Linked DNA regions of Pan troglodytes: region 2 is linked to region 1. The links are chromatin contacts, called in public HiChIP or PLAC-seq maps. All regions are on one chromosome and are shown on one strand. Each heading gives the region's core, a stretch centred on a gene start, on an enhancer-like site or on the middle of the called end of the contact. The rest is flanking DNA. Distances are from core to core; before and after follow the strand shown.

Region 1 (6,657 bases), core at 2,946-5,445:
AAAACCTAGTGGCACCCCATGATAATGTGGATTTGGGCACACATGGGAACAGTCCCCATGAAACAGGCCCCACCCATAGGTGGTCAGTAGGCATCTCTGGTTGTCATCCAGGACTTGGGTGGCCCACTCAGGCCCAGGAAGCCCCACCAAGTCCTCCTTCTCTTCCTCCTCCTCCCCCACCCTCCTCCTCTTCCTCCTCCTCCCCCACCCTCCTCCTCTTCCTCCTCCTCCCCCACCCTCCTCCTCTTCCTCCTCTTCCTCCTCCTCCCCCACCCTCCTCCTCTTCCTCCTCTTCCTCCGCCTCCCCCACCCTCCTCCTCTTCTTCCTCTTCCTCCTCCTCCTCTCCTGCTTAGCTGAGGGCTCCTTCCCCCAGCTCCTCACTCAATTCTGTGAGTTCACCCCATGTCTAAGTGCCAGGCCTCCCTGGCCCTCCTGTAGGAAGTTTGTGCTCTGTGATCACCCCTGAATCCCTCCCTCATGACGCACACTCCCCCCACGGCCTGGGCCCTGAAGGATACTTCCATTCTACGATGCTGATGCAGGCCTTCCTCAGGGGGTTCTCCAGGGTCAGGCAGAACAAGGCCCGGGGTGGCCTTGGCAGAATCTCAGGAACCGGCTTCTTGGGCTGTTTCTTCCTCAGGCCTTCATCCTGGGGTGAGGATGGCTCCATGGCTTCCCTGGGAATCTGGCTTTCTCCTGCTCCCCCACCCCAGTGGTTTCCCTTCCCTGTGTCCCCAATGCCCCCGCCTTGGGGACTAGGCTGGCTGAGGCTGTCGGCTGAGCCTGCCCTGCTGAGCCAGCCAGGGGGCGGGGGCAGGAGTGGGGGCAGGAGGATTACTCTCCTCGCTCCCAGCAAGTAAAATTAGCCTCCACTCGGCTCCCCGCTGCCGGGCCTGAGCTCCTGAGGCCAGGCAGCTGTCATTCCACCCAGCCCAGCCAGTGACTTCCCAATCTGTCCCCTGAGGAGGGTGGGGTGGGTGGGGGGAAGAACTTACACACAGGCCTGGGTTGGAGCAGGGGCAGTGGGAGAGGGAGACAGGATGGAAGGTTTCAAGCCTGGGGCAACAGAGGTCAGGAATAGGTAGCCTTGGATATGGAACCTCAAACTGCAGAGTGGCCCCCTCATGCCAAAATTAGGCTTACCCCTCCTCAGCCCCATGACATTGTCTGGAGAAGGCACTGGGCAGCCTAAGTCAGGACAGCTCCACAGCAGCCCCTACCCATCTCAGTATCTGCACCATCAGCCAAAACTCCCCAAGCATACCCTCAACCCACCCCCACAAGCAATCCTATGTCAGAGAAACAGTAAACCCCTCTCCAGTGGGCTAGAAGGCTCCCAGAACAACCCTGAGTGTGCACACCTCTGGCATAGCACCTGCCTCACTGTGGAGCATCTGCTGTGTATCTTTCTTCCCCACCTCCTCCCATCCCTACAGGTGCAAAGGTTGTGTGCATTATCTCTGGGACTCTGGCCCCTTCTCTGCACAGTCCCCCTATGTACTATGCTCCCTGTAAATGTTCACTGAGGCCAAGCATGGTGGCTCACGCCTGTAATCCCAACACTTTGGGAGGCTGAGGTGGGAGAATGGCTTGAGCTCAGGACTTCAAGACCAGTCGGGGCAACGTGGTGAAACTCTGTCTCTACAAAAAATACAAAAATTAGCAGGGTATGGTGGTGTGTGTTTGTAGTCCCAGCTACTAGGGGGGCCAAGGTGGGAGGATCAGTTGAACCTGGGAGGTTGAGGCTGCAATGAGCCAAGATCTGGCCACTGCACTCCAGCCTGGATGACAGAGTGAGACCTTGTCTCAAAAAGAAAAGTTCATTGAGGATAGCCACGGTAATCCCAGCACTTTGGGAAACCAAGGTAGGTAGATAACTTGAGGTGAGGAATTCGAGACCAGCATGGCCAACATGGTGAAACCTGCATTCTACTAAAAATACCAAAGATTAGCGGGCGTGGTGGTGTGCACCTATAATCCCAGCTACTCTGGAGGCTGAGGCAGGAGAATTGCTCAAACCCAGGAGAAGGAGGTTGCAGTGAGCAGGGATTGAATCACTGCACTCCAGTCTGGGCAACAGAGCAAAACCTGTCTCAAAAAAAAAAAAAAAAAAAAAATTCATTGAACGCCTGAGCTAACAACACTGAATCTTAAATGTGCTGAGCTAACAGCGAACCCCACATACCCTCCCAGCAAGTACTCTGGGCTGGGAGTGGGAATAAGAAAGGGGCACCAGGAAGGGTGAGGGTAGACAATGATCTAGGAATGAGAAAATTCAATAATCCTTTTATTTAGCTCTTTGGTGCCAACACAGTGCCTATGTACCTATATGCACACCCCCTCCCCCAAGGCTTACAGTCTGAGGGAAAAAAACCACAGTCCCCACCCAACCTGGGACAAAACTAGACGACCTCATGGGGGGGATGCGGGGAGGGAGTAACCCCTCCTCCCAAGCCAGGAAGCCAGAGAACGCCACCAGGGCACACAGGTCGCCTCTGCTGAGTCTGTAGGTTCGGTCTGGGCTGAGCGCCGGCAGCAATCTGGCCTCCCATCCCTTCCTCTGGGTTCCTTTCTCGAGGAGTAAGCGTGCTCCCAAAGAAGTCGCTAGTATTTGAGGCCATCTGGTGGAGAGCAGTAGCATGGTAACCGAGGGCTCAAAGTCGGGCTCGCATCCCGGGGACTCGCAGAGACTGGGCTGCGCCTGCGGCAAGGAAGGACGGAGCAGAGCCACCTGAGGCCGAGCGGGAGCCAGACCCAGGGATGACCGTCCTGGGGAGCCCCTCTGCACCCCGGAGGGGACGCAGGACGCCCGAAGCAGTCCCAGGCCCTGTCCCTCGCTTCACCCACGGAGCTCCTAGGTCTCTATCGTGCCCATCGTACCCGCTGCCCTGCACTTCCGCCCCAAGCTGGTGGAGGAGGGAGGGTGTCGCAGACACGGGAGCGCCGCGGACCTCCTACGGTCACCGTCCTGCGGCGCATCGCGGGTGACCCAACAGCCTCCCGCTGCTCCCGAAAGTGGGACGGGGCCGGCGGATCATCCTCCAAGCCGGGGGCGGCCACAGGCCCGATCAATGGCAGGATTCCTCCGACTCCAAGAAAGGCGACCGGGAGAAGCAGGAGGACTCGGATGACTCCGGCACCAGGGAGGAGGGCGCCCGGGCCTCGCCGTCGCCAGGGCGGTCGGGACGGGGGGCGGCGGGCGGCGCGGGGCAGGGCCCGGTGCCCGGGAGGCCGCGGGAAGCGGGGGGCGTCGAGCCGTCGGGGGCCGAGCTCAGCAGCTCTTGCAGGTACTTTATGTAGCGGATGGCGGCGCGCAGCGTCTCCACCTTGCTGAGTCGCTTCTCAGCCAGGGCGCCGGGGAGGTGGCCGCGGAGGCGCGCGTAGCCCTCGTTGACGCACTTGACTCGCTGCCTCTCGCGCTCGTTGCGCTTCTGGATGAAGGCTGGCTCGAAGGGGTATTCGTAGACCCCGAAGGCGCTGGGGAAGGGCACGTAGGGGAACACCCCCGCATAGGCGTCGTAGTAGGGCGGCTCTGCTGGGCCCGGGTACAGCAGGAAGGGCACGTTGCCCAGGGGCTCGGCGGGGGGCAGGGGCGCCTGCCGGGGAGGGGGCACGACGCCCAGCTGCATGCAGCTGGGGGGCCCCAGAGGCCTCCGGTCCACCAGAGCCCGGCAGAAGTTATTGTTCATGGTGCCGCGTGGAGCTGGACCCAGAGCGAGGCCTCCACCGAATGGCCCCGGCTTGGGGTCTGCACCGTCTCCACCAGTGGGGCAAGTCACATCGCTAGCAGCAGCTCTTGGGTACCAGGACTTGCTAGGGCCTCTTTTCGCCCTTTAGGGTGGCTTCCAATGACTCCCTAACAAGGGCCATCGCCCTAGACAAGTGTGGCCCCTCTCAGGAGGTCGGTGCACGCCTTCTCAGAGCCAGCCCATGGCGCCGCGGAACTCTGAGGGCCCGCACCCCGTTCTGCAGCACCCATGGGCATGGCCACAGACCCGCGCGCCCTGCCTCTTGCTGCCACCCAACATGGGCACCTCAGGCCTAAACCACGGGCTCCATGTCCTCCACACCCACCCCAGCGCCTGGTCCTTGGTCCTCACGGCCTTCGGGATCCCCGGGCTGTCCGGGGTCCCCAAACTGATGGCTGCTGTTAGGAGTGCGCCAGCTCAGTGGAGGGAGTCCCCGGGAACATTTCTAAAGAAGAGGAGAGGAGAGTGAACATATCAGTTAGGAAAGACCTGTATTATGGGCTTCTTTGTATCATCCCCACCCGCAAACGGGATTGTAAGCCTCATGAGGAGAGGCGGTTGGCTACTGAAGGGGCACAGATCTGGGTTAAAATCTTGTGCCCACTCCTTAATAGTCGGGTGACCACTTTGAGTCGTGGTTTCCATAACGGAAGGGCAAGGGAAACATCCTTGACAGGAAATTAATAAGATATGAGAATCAAATGTGAAAAAATATATGCAAAAAACACCTCCTAAAGGGCATAGCTTATAAAAATGCCCAGTTTTGTCATGTCCCTTGAGAGTGAGGATTAAGTCTCATCACTGATCCCTTCCGGGGTCTTACATCTAGAAGAGGGTCTGAGACTGCTTATTGGATTAGCAGCAGCAGCCATCAGCCAATGAGGGAAGCCAACTCTTTATGGAAAGGAATGCCTCTTTGATAACAAGGTAGGTGTTGCTGGTCCATTCAAAGCCCTCTGTCTGGCAGAGACAGTCATCAAAGCCTTCCCTGCCCCAGTCCCTATGGTCTGGGATACACCCTCTCACCCCACCCTGGGTTTCTCCATGGCACCTAATGGAGGTGTCTATCTTTCACCTGTATGCCCTGAGCCTAGCCCAGCCCCTGTTGAGTATTAGATGCTCCACAAATACATGTGGAATAACAGAGAGAGGATTAGGCAGAAAGCTGGGTTTGTCAGGGTGGGACTGATTACACGTAGCCTTTCATAGGCTTTAGGAAGTTGTTATTTCAGAAATAATTGGTGTGTGTTGAGTTTAGGTGCCACCAAGTTTCATTGCATGTGGTTATCAGATCCAAGTTAGGTGCCATTTTGTCTAGGAAAACTCTCTGATCGCACTCCGCCCTCTTGTGTGTGTCTACAGTGTTCCATAAGCGCCATCTTAGCACTTATCACACTACTCTATTATTTTTTCCCTCTTCATAAAAGATGATCAGGACTTAGCAAGTGAGTGAGTGATGGGCAGCATGACACCTTGGCCACTGGGCACGGCCTCTCCAAGAGACAGAAAGGAGCTAGCTCTCTCCCTGACAGGAGGAGGTGGTGGCAAACTCAGATTCCTGAGAATGTCTCCTTCTGCACCCTCTCACCTCTGTCCTTTTTGCAGGCCCTGAGTCTGTTTCCAGCTAGCTTTGTCCTCCACACTAAATGAGGACCAAGAAAAATCAACAATGATTCTAAGCGTCATGGAGACTTAGATATGCTCTCAAAAGTGAAACCAGGCCGGGCATGGTGGCTCACGCCTGTAGTCCCAGCACTTTGGGAGGCTGAGGTGGGCAGATCACTTGAGGACAGGAGTTCGAGACCAGCCTGGCCAACATGATGAAACCCTGTCTCTACTAAAAATACAAAAACTAGCTGGGTGGGATGGTGGGTGCCTGTAATCCCAGCTAATTGGGAGGCTGAGACAGAAGAATCGCCTGAACCTGGGAGGTGGAGGTTGCAGTGAACCAAGATCATGCCACTGCATTCCAGCCTGGACGACAGAGCAAGACTCCATTAAAAAAAAAAAAAAGAGTGAAACCAAATGTCTGAGAATTCAGGACAAATTCACATATCCCTCCCCTTCTCAATGGCCTTCAAAGCCTCCCCATTGCTTTCAAGAGAAGGTTCTAGAAAATGTCTCCTAAACAGACCCTCAGATCTCTCGGGTCAGTCTTCTCTGGAACTCTTTGCTCTCCGGATCTCACACTTGGCTTGTGCTGGCTCCGGTCCTGGGGGCCCTCTCTACATCTCTCTGCTTTACCCAGAGTCCTGCCATCCTTGATTCCAGCTCCTGCCCATCCTGACTGCCTGAGCTCTCCGGCTTCCAACATGGGTTGTGCATTCTAAGATGGCACATTCTTTTTAAGGTTGTGCATTCTATGTCTTCAACCAGAATGTAAGCAGTCGGAAGGCAGGGGCTAGGGCTTTTATTTCTCAGGTAACACCTATCAGTCCCTTGCTCAAAATGATTTTCTAGCGGTTCTCTTTTATTGTACAAATTTGGGATCCAGACTACACTCTCCCATATGATCCCTGTCTATTCATATTTGACTTAATTATTTAAATTTAATTTGATAGGGGTCAGAAGTTTATGACAATTTTAACAAGTACAACTTACTATTTGTTCATGTTGATTTAATATTCATAACTTATTTATTTTCCTCATATACTATTTACCTTTTTTCATACAACAATTCAGAAAGGTGATTCAAACAAGAAACTTCACAGCTGGACTATGTATTTCTTAAGCCAATTCTGTCTTTACTGTTAGAAAAGAACTGATAGGCCAGGCGAGGTGGCTCATGCCTGTAATCCCGGCACTTTGTGAGGCCAAGGAGGGAGGATCACTTGAGCCCAGGAGTTTGAGACCAGCCTGAGCAACATGGCAAAACCCTGTCTCTACAAAAAATTTAAAAAATTAGCA
Region 2 (6,657 bases), core at 2,310-4,809, 490 kb before region 1:
AAGGGATAGGTATAACATTCCAGCATATATTGCAGATCTGAAAGCAGATTTCATTAGAGACCTAAGTGACTTATTCAGACTTTTTAAAAGCAATATATCTAGAGAAACTTCAATATACAAAATATGGTGATTCAATTTTTTAATTTTATAGTCAGTGATCAAAAATTATCAACACACTACAACTAGACCTAAAAGTTCTTTCTATATAAAAGTATTGCCAACAAGTTTGAAGATGCATGAATACACTGACCTTCCAAAGGCAGAGAGGAATTAAAGGTACATTACATGTAACTGCTTGGCTTTAGATTTTAAAAGGCATCACATACCTCTTGGTGAAAGGTCTTACGCGTACTGCCACTGTCACTTGACTATTCTCTACTTTTAAGGGGTCTTTTCCTGCAGAGGTGTTCTGAACTACAGTTTGTTCTTCGGGAAGAATTGTATTTTCTGCGGACCTTTCCTGTTTATTTGCAAGAAGGGAACTTTTTGGTCTTTGTTTAACTTGAAGGTTAGACATTCTATTCTTCAGTATTGATGGAGCTGGGCTCTTAAGCTGAGGCAGGCTGCACTTTGGTGTCAATTTGTGTTCTGTTGTACATTTTGTAGGTGTTCTTTTTTCTAAGCTCCCAAATTTATTTGAAGTTTTTGCAATTTCCTTCCCAATACTTCTATGATACAAGTTTCCTGTTCCCAACACTTTGATATCCAACTTGCTCTGAGTAGGTTTCGTTGTCAAGTGTCCTGATCTAACAACTTCAGTCTGACTCAGGGAAGCAATGGGTGGTCTATTACTTGAGTACTTAAGTGCAACATTTTGATTTGCTCTATTGGGGGCAGAAAATGTTTCTTTGTATTTCTTATCAGCCATCATTTCAATGACCTGTGGATCTTCATCTAAAGGTACAGAAGAGGCAACAAAAGAGTTTTTAGCATTATTTACAATCCTTACATTTGTTCTACTTTCCTTAGAAACACCATTATTTTCTGTTTCACCTCCCACATTCAGTGTCATTTTGACAGAATCTATTTCAGCTGTTTTCCACTTTTCTGCAGAATCTGTTTTAGCACGACGTTGTAATGTAAGACGTGTTTCTGCTGTTTTTTCAGTTGTGTCTTCCAACTCACTAACAAGCAAAGATGATTCTTTGTTCCTTGTAGTTCTCCTCTGAAGTGCCAATCTACCGACAGGATTAGGGGTAAGGGGCATGTCTGCTGTTTTTTTACTGGCAGAAATAACATAAGTTCTATTTATGTCTCTGACTTTACCTGCAGATCTCAATAATGGATCATCATTTTCACATTCTGACATATCCGACTTCAAATGCAGCTTAAGTCGGCTACTGTGGGTGAGGGCATTCAGTGATGAACTATTCTGGGAAGAAGGAATATCAAGAATATCACCGCTGTTATTTCTATTATGAGTACTGTGTAATGACATTTTGGCAGACAGTTATTTTAAAAAAGAATGTTACTAAGACCCTAAGCTCTTCTTTGGACATTCATTTGATTTCCAGCCATTTCTTATGTATCCATTTCTGAAAATATCTGCTAAACTGAAAGAAAAAAAAAAAAGATTTAGATCACATAGACTACAAACAAGCTTTAAAAATATAGAGAGAACATCCCATTGTGTAAGTAAATTCCCAGAGGCATACATTACAATAGATCACAATCTGCAGCTCAGATACTGCTTCCAAGCAACTTCAGGCAAGTCTCTCAGAGAACTTACCATCATTATTCAACAAATATTGACTAAGTTTCCATTAGTGCCAGGCCCTCTGATAGATACTGTAGACTTCAAAGACAAGAATACAATTCCCATTTCTTTAGTCTAGAAGAAATATACTGATAAGCCATATATCAGGCCAAATGTGTCAAGTGACTTAGAAGATGTAAAAAGTGCATGCCAACATAGATTTTCAAGTACTTCCAGTGTGGGGAATGGGAAGGACTAAAGGAAACCCTAGCACCTAAATCAGAGTGTGGAGCAAAGTATTTTTATAAATACCTGCTACACGTATTTTTTTTTGCCAATGTTCCATAAGAAGGTTTATTTTATTTTATTTTTATAAAAATATTTTTTTTGAGACGGAGTCTTGCTCTGTCACCAGGCTGGAGTGCAGTGGCACGACCTTGGCTTGTTGCAACCTCCATCTCCTGTATTCAGCCAAATCTCCTGCCTTAGCCTCCCAAGTAGCTGGGACTACAGGTGCCCACCACCATGCCCAGCTAATTTTTGTATTTTTAGTAGAGACGGGGTTTCACTACGTTGGCCAGGATGGTCTCGATATCTTGACCTTGTGATCCGCCTGCCTCGGCCTCCCAAAGTGCTGGGATTACAGGCGTGAGCCACCGCGTCCGGCCCATGTATGCTGAATACAGGAATGCCTATAGAGAAGATTGAATTGATTGGTGTCACGAGGCAGATTATTCCCAAGTACCACAGGCAGTAAGTACGATAAGTACTGTAAATTAATTGTGTTGAGAAAAACCATGCAAGATTAGATAAACAGACAACCTGCCCTTTAGCAGTAAGACAACAAATTAGACAGAGATGTATGTAAATATACAGCAACAATATCTATCAGGTATTAACGTTTTAAAGAAAGGGAACAGCAGTGACAGCTAAGAGACCTGGCTTTTAGTCAACTTTGTATCCAACTCCTTACAAGGATGTAAACAAGACTTTAAATTTGCATGCCGGGTTCTAACCTGTAAAATGACACTGGTTCAAACTATTGCAAAGATTATTGCTATCGAGGAACAAATTAATGGAAGGTAATTTTTAAATGAGGCTTTTAAATTTTTACATAACAGTCATTACAAAAAAAAATTCGTCAGGTTATAAGCATCTCCCATCAACGTTTCAACTCAAAATACAGAATTTTCCTGTTATGAAATGAATTTAAAGGCAAAAAGAAGATTCTGGAAATTCTCTTGCAACTAAAAACCATTTGCGATTTGCACAAATCAATACGGTTTCTGTTTGAGGAGTTTCGCCATCAGATTTTAAAGAGGACTGGAAGGAATACAAGGAAAATAAGCACAATCCAAACCAAAACATCCGGTGATTCTGTTCTTTCTCTGCTAGTCATTACCAGGGGCTATGACTAAGAATTACCTCTTAATGCCAACCGACTCGGGGAGACTCGGGGAGAAGCCCACGGGCCGAGAGGCCCTGAAGTCCGGCTTCCCGGTGCCAGCAGAGACGCTGCCTTGCGCCCTTCGTTCGGGGACCCCTTCGCCGCCGACCTGGAATGCTGAGGAATTGAATGGGGGACCGGAGCTAAGACCACCCGCCCGCAGAGCAGTGGTCGCCTGTAGGGAAAGCGTCCGCACGCCCTCCCCAGTGCCGAAACTTCGCCCCTCCGCAGGGTCCGGCACCTTGGGGACCCCCTCGAGACAGTCCCCACGCCACTCACCACCTCCAGCGCCGGCTCCCCAGAAGGCCGCAATTTGAATGGGCGCCCCGCCTTCTGATTGGCTGCTGGGCGCGCGTCGGGTGCCGCGCCTTCGCTTCCACCCGCCCCCCGGAAGTGCCGGTGGTTGGGCTCCGGCTAGACTCGCCCCACCCTCATCTCCCAGGCGACGCTCCCGCCCCTCCTCGGGTTCTGCTAACGCGTGGAGCTTGGCCCCCTTTAAATCCGACCAGAGGAAGGGGCGGCGGTCGCGGGCACAGCGGGCCCCTCGTTGAAGTGGGTGTCAAACGAAAAGCATGACAGTGACACTCTTGTCGATCTTTAATCTAAAAGAAGCCATTACATCGAAGACTTCACATTGTAAATGGATATTTGCCCCCAAATTAATCATAATAATTAAATTTTCTAGTGTTTCCTACGCAAGGCGTTTACGTAGGAAATATGCTAAATGTCTTATATGAATTTTTAAACAGTCCTGAAAATCTTGTGAGATAAATATTAATGTTATCCCTCGTTTACAGATGAGGAACTGAGGTTTAGAGTTAAACTTGTGAAAGATCAGACAATTAGCAGTGGCATAACTAGAACTTGAAGGTTCTTGCCGCCGTACAGTGTAACTCCGTTTCAGTAAAAGTTCCCTTTTTTTAATTTTTTTTTTTCTTTTTTGAGACGGAGTCTCGCTCTGCCGCCCAGGCTGGAGTGCAGTGGCCCCTGCAACCTCCGCCTCCCTGGTTCAAGCGATTCTCCTACCTCAGCCTCCCGAGTAGCTGGGATTACAGGCGCGCACCACCACGCCCAGCTAATTTTTGTATTTTTAGTAGAAACGGGGTTTCACCATATTGGCCAGGCTGGTCTCGAATTCCTGACCTTGTAAGCTGCCAGGCGTGAGCCATTGCGCCACCCAGCCCCCATAAGATTTTGAAATCTGAAAAAATATTACAAATACATTCTGAAAAATAACCAGATAAATGAGAAAGACTAGATAAATAGATATTGTAAAGCAACAATGTTTTTAAACAGGCAAAAAGTGCAGAGATATTGAAGAAGTATTCACTGAGATAGAGACCATAAGTAGCTCCAATTATATAGACCAACCAAACAGATGATAAAGTACTCATTCTAAATCTTACTCTAAAAATCATTCTAAAACTCAATTAAAATTAAGGTATAAAGAAACTATCAGAAAATAGAATATAATATTTATCAGGGCCAGGTGCGGTGGCTCACGCCTGTAATCTTAGCACTTTGGGAGACCAAGGCAGGCGGATCACTTGCAGTCAGGAGTTTAAAACCAGCCTGGCTAACATGGTGAAACCCCGTCTCTCCTAAAAATACAAAAATTAGCCAGCCGTGGTGGCGGGCCCCTGTAATCCACGTTACTCAGGAGGCTGAGGCAGGAGAATCACGTGAACCGGGTAGGTGGAGGTTGCAGTGAGCCGAGATCGCGCCATTGCACTCCAGCCTGGGGGACAAGAGAGAAACTCCGTCTCAAGAAAAAAAAAAAAAAAAAAAGTTATGACATCTATGGGAAAATGATCATTCAATTTGGAAACAAAGCAAGATATGTCAAAGAAAAGACAGACAAACTCAAATACATAAAAATTTTAAACATATGTATAATTCAAAATAATAAAAATAAAATGTAAGGTAACTGGAAATATATATTAAACATGACAGAAGACATAAAGACCTTTTTCAATTTTAAAAGGAAAATAAGCTCATAAATAGAATAAAGCAAGTATTTTTTTAAATCCACCAGAGGGAGACAAACAGAAAGAAAACGTGGAAAGAGTCGAAGTAAAACTGGCACGTTTGAAGCTTTCTAGATTATGTAAGATTTAAAGAAAAATGATTAACTCATGCTAATTAATGATCTCTTAAGATTAAATATTTTTTTTTTTTTGAGACGGAGTTTCGCTCTAGTTGCCCAGGCTGGAGTGCAATGGCTTGATCTTGGCTCACCGCAACGTCCGTCTCCCAGGTTCAAGCGATTCTCCTGCCTCAGCCTCCCGAGTAGATGGGATTACAGGCGTGCACCACAACCCCAGCTAATTTTGTATTTTTAGTAGAGACGGGGTTTCTCCATGTTGGTCATGCTGGTCTCGAACTCTCGACCTTAGGTGATCCACCTGCCTCAGCCTCCCAAAGTGCTGGGATTACAGGCGTGAGCCACCGCGCCCGGCCTAAGATTAAATCTATTACAATTTAGCAAATTTCACAATTTTTAAATTATTAAAATGTGTTATGTATTTTCCTGGTGTTTGTATCTAGTTGCACTTGGGGTCTATAACGAAAAGGTGCAATAGGAAATTAATAATTTTAAAATGCAAAGGACAAAGCAAAAGTTGTGGAAAAGTGGTAAGAGCACTTTGGATTCTAGCTGAGGATCTGTCTCAACCTAATGGTGAGACCAGAGATAAGTCTCCTTACTGCAGATCCCTCGCTTGTGAAACGAAAGTGCTGGATTAAATCATCATAACCAGCAAGGATTGAGTCCTTTCTTTGTGCAAGATAAATAACCTAACTCCATAACCTTATAAGATAGGTATTATGATTATCGCTGTTTTACACATGAGGGAAAGTGGGTTTCCAAGGAGTTAAATAGCTTGCCTGACATTATACAACTATTGGGTCACAGAGTTAGGTTCAGAACTCAGGAAATTAAACACCATTTCCTGTGCTCTGTACCACTACCCTGTACAACTGTTTTTACAGATTCTTTCTGGATCTCAAATGTCTATGGCTTTATAGTAAGGACAAGAGTTAAACAAACTGCATGAACCTAAAGGTATTTTAAAATGTGTCGTATTTTGTATTTTCCTTCTAATTTTCTTTTTTTATTTTTATTTTTATTTTATTTTTTTTTTTGAGACGGAGTCTCGCTCTGTCGCCCAGGCTAGAGTGCAGTGGCGCCATCTTGGCTCACGGCAAGCTCTGCCTTCCGGGTTCACGCCATTCTCCTGCCTCAGCCTCCTGAGCAGCTGGGACTATAGGCATGCGCCACCACGCCCGGCTAATTTTTTGTATTTTTAGTAGAGACAGGGTTTCACCATGTTAGCCAGGATGATCTCGATCTCCTGACCTTGTGATCCACCCGCCTCGGCATCCCAAAGTGTTGGGATTACAGGCGTGAGCCACCGCGCCCGGCCCTAATTTTCTTTTTCTTTCCTTTTTTTTTTTTTTGAGACAGGGTCTCAATCTGTTGTCCAGGCTGGAGGGCAGTGTCATGACCATGGCT

Evidence for each region. HiChIP or PLAC-seq counts read pairs in DNA pulled down with a chosen protein or histone mark.
Region 2: an H3K4me3 HiChIP or PLAC-seq map of stem cell-derived excitatory neurons shows a contact between it and region 1, with 13 times the contacts expected there. The contact joins the promoter of KIF14 here to the promoter of ASCL5 in region 1. A contact is called at or near these places in 1 of 7 Hi-C or Micro-C datasets (stem cell-derived neural progenitor cells) and 1 of 1 datasets of contacts at active chromatin or transcription factors (stem cell-derived excitatory neurons).

The regions. Positions count from the first base shown.
Region 1 is chr1:47,975,962-47,982,618 of NHGRI_mPanTro3-v2.0_pri, reverse strand. ASCL5 (achaete-scute family bHLH transcription factor 5) reads right to left here and starts at 4,195. Exons shown (of 1, transcript XM_016935481.4): 1 at 2,262-4,195. The coding sequence starts at 3,690. The coding sequence ends at 3,070. CACNA1S (calcium voltage-gated channel subunit alpha1 S) reads right to left here and starts at 815. Exons shown (of 44, transcript XM_016935467.4): 1 at 520-815. The coding sequence starts at 671.
Region 2 is chr1:48,467,597-48,474,253 of NHGRI_mPanTro3-v2.0_pri, reverse strand. It overlaps KIF14 (kinesin family member 14), which reads right to left and starts at 3,559. Exons shown (of 31, transcript XM_054657221.2): 1 at 3,423-3,559; 2 at 3,122-3,260; 3 at 327-1,553. The coding sequence starts at 1,438.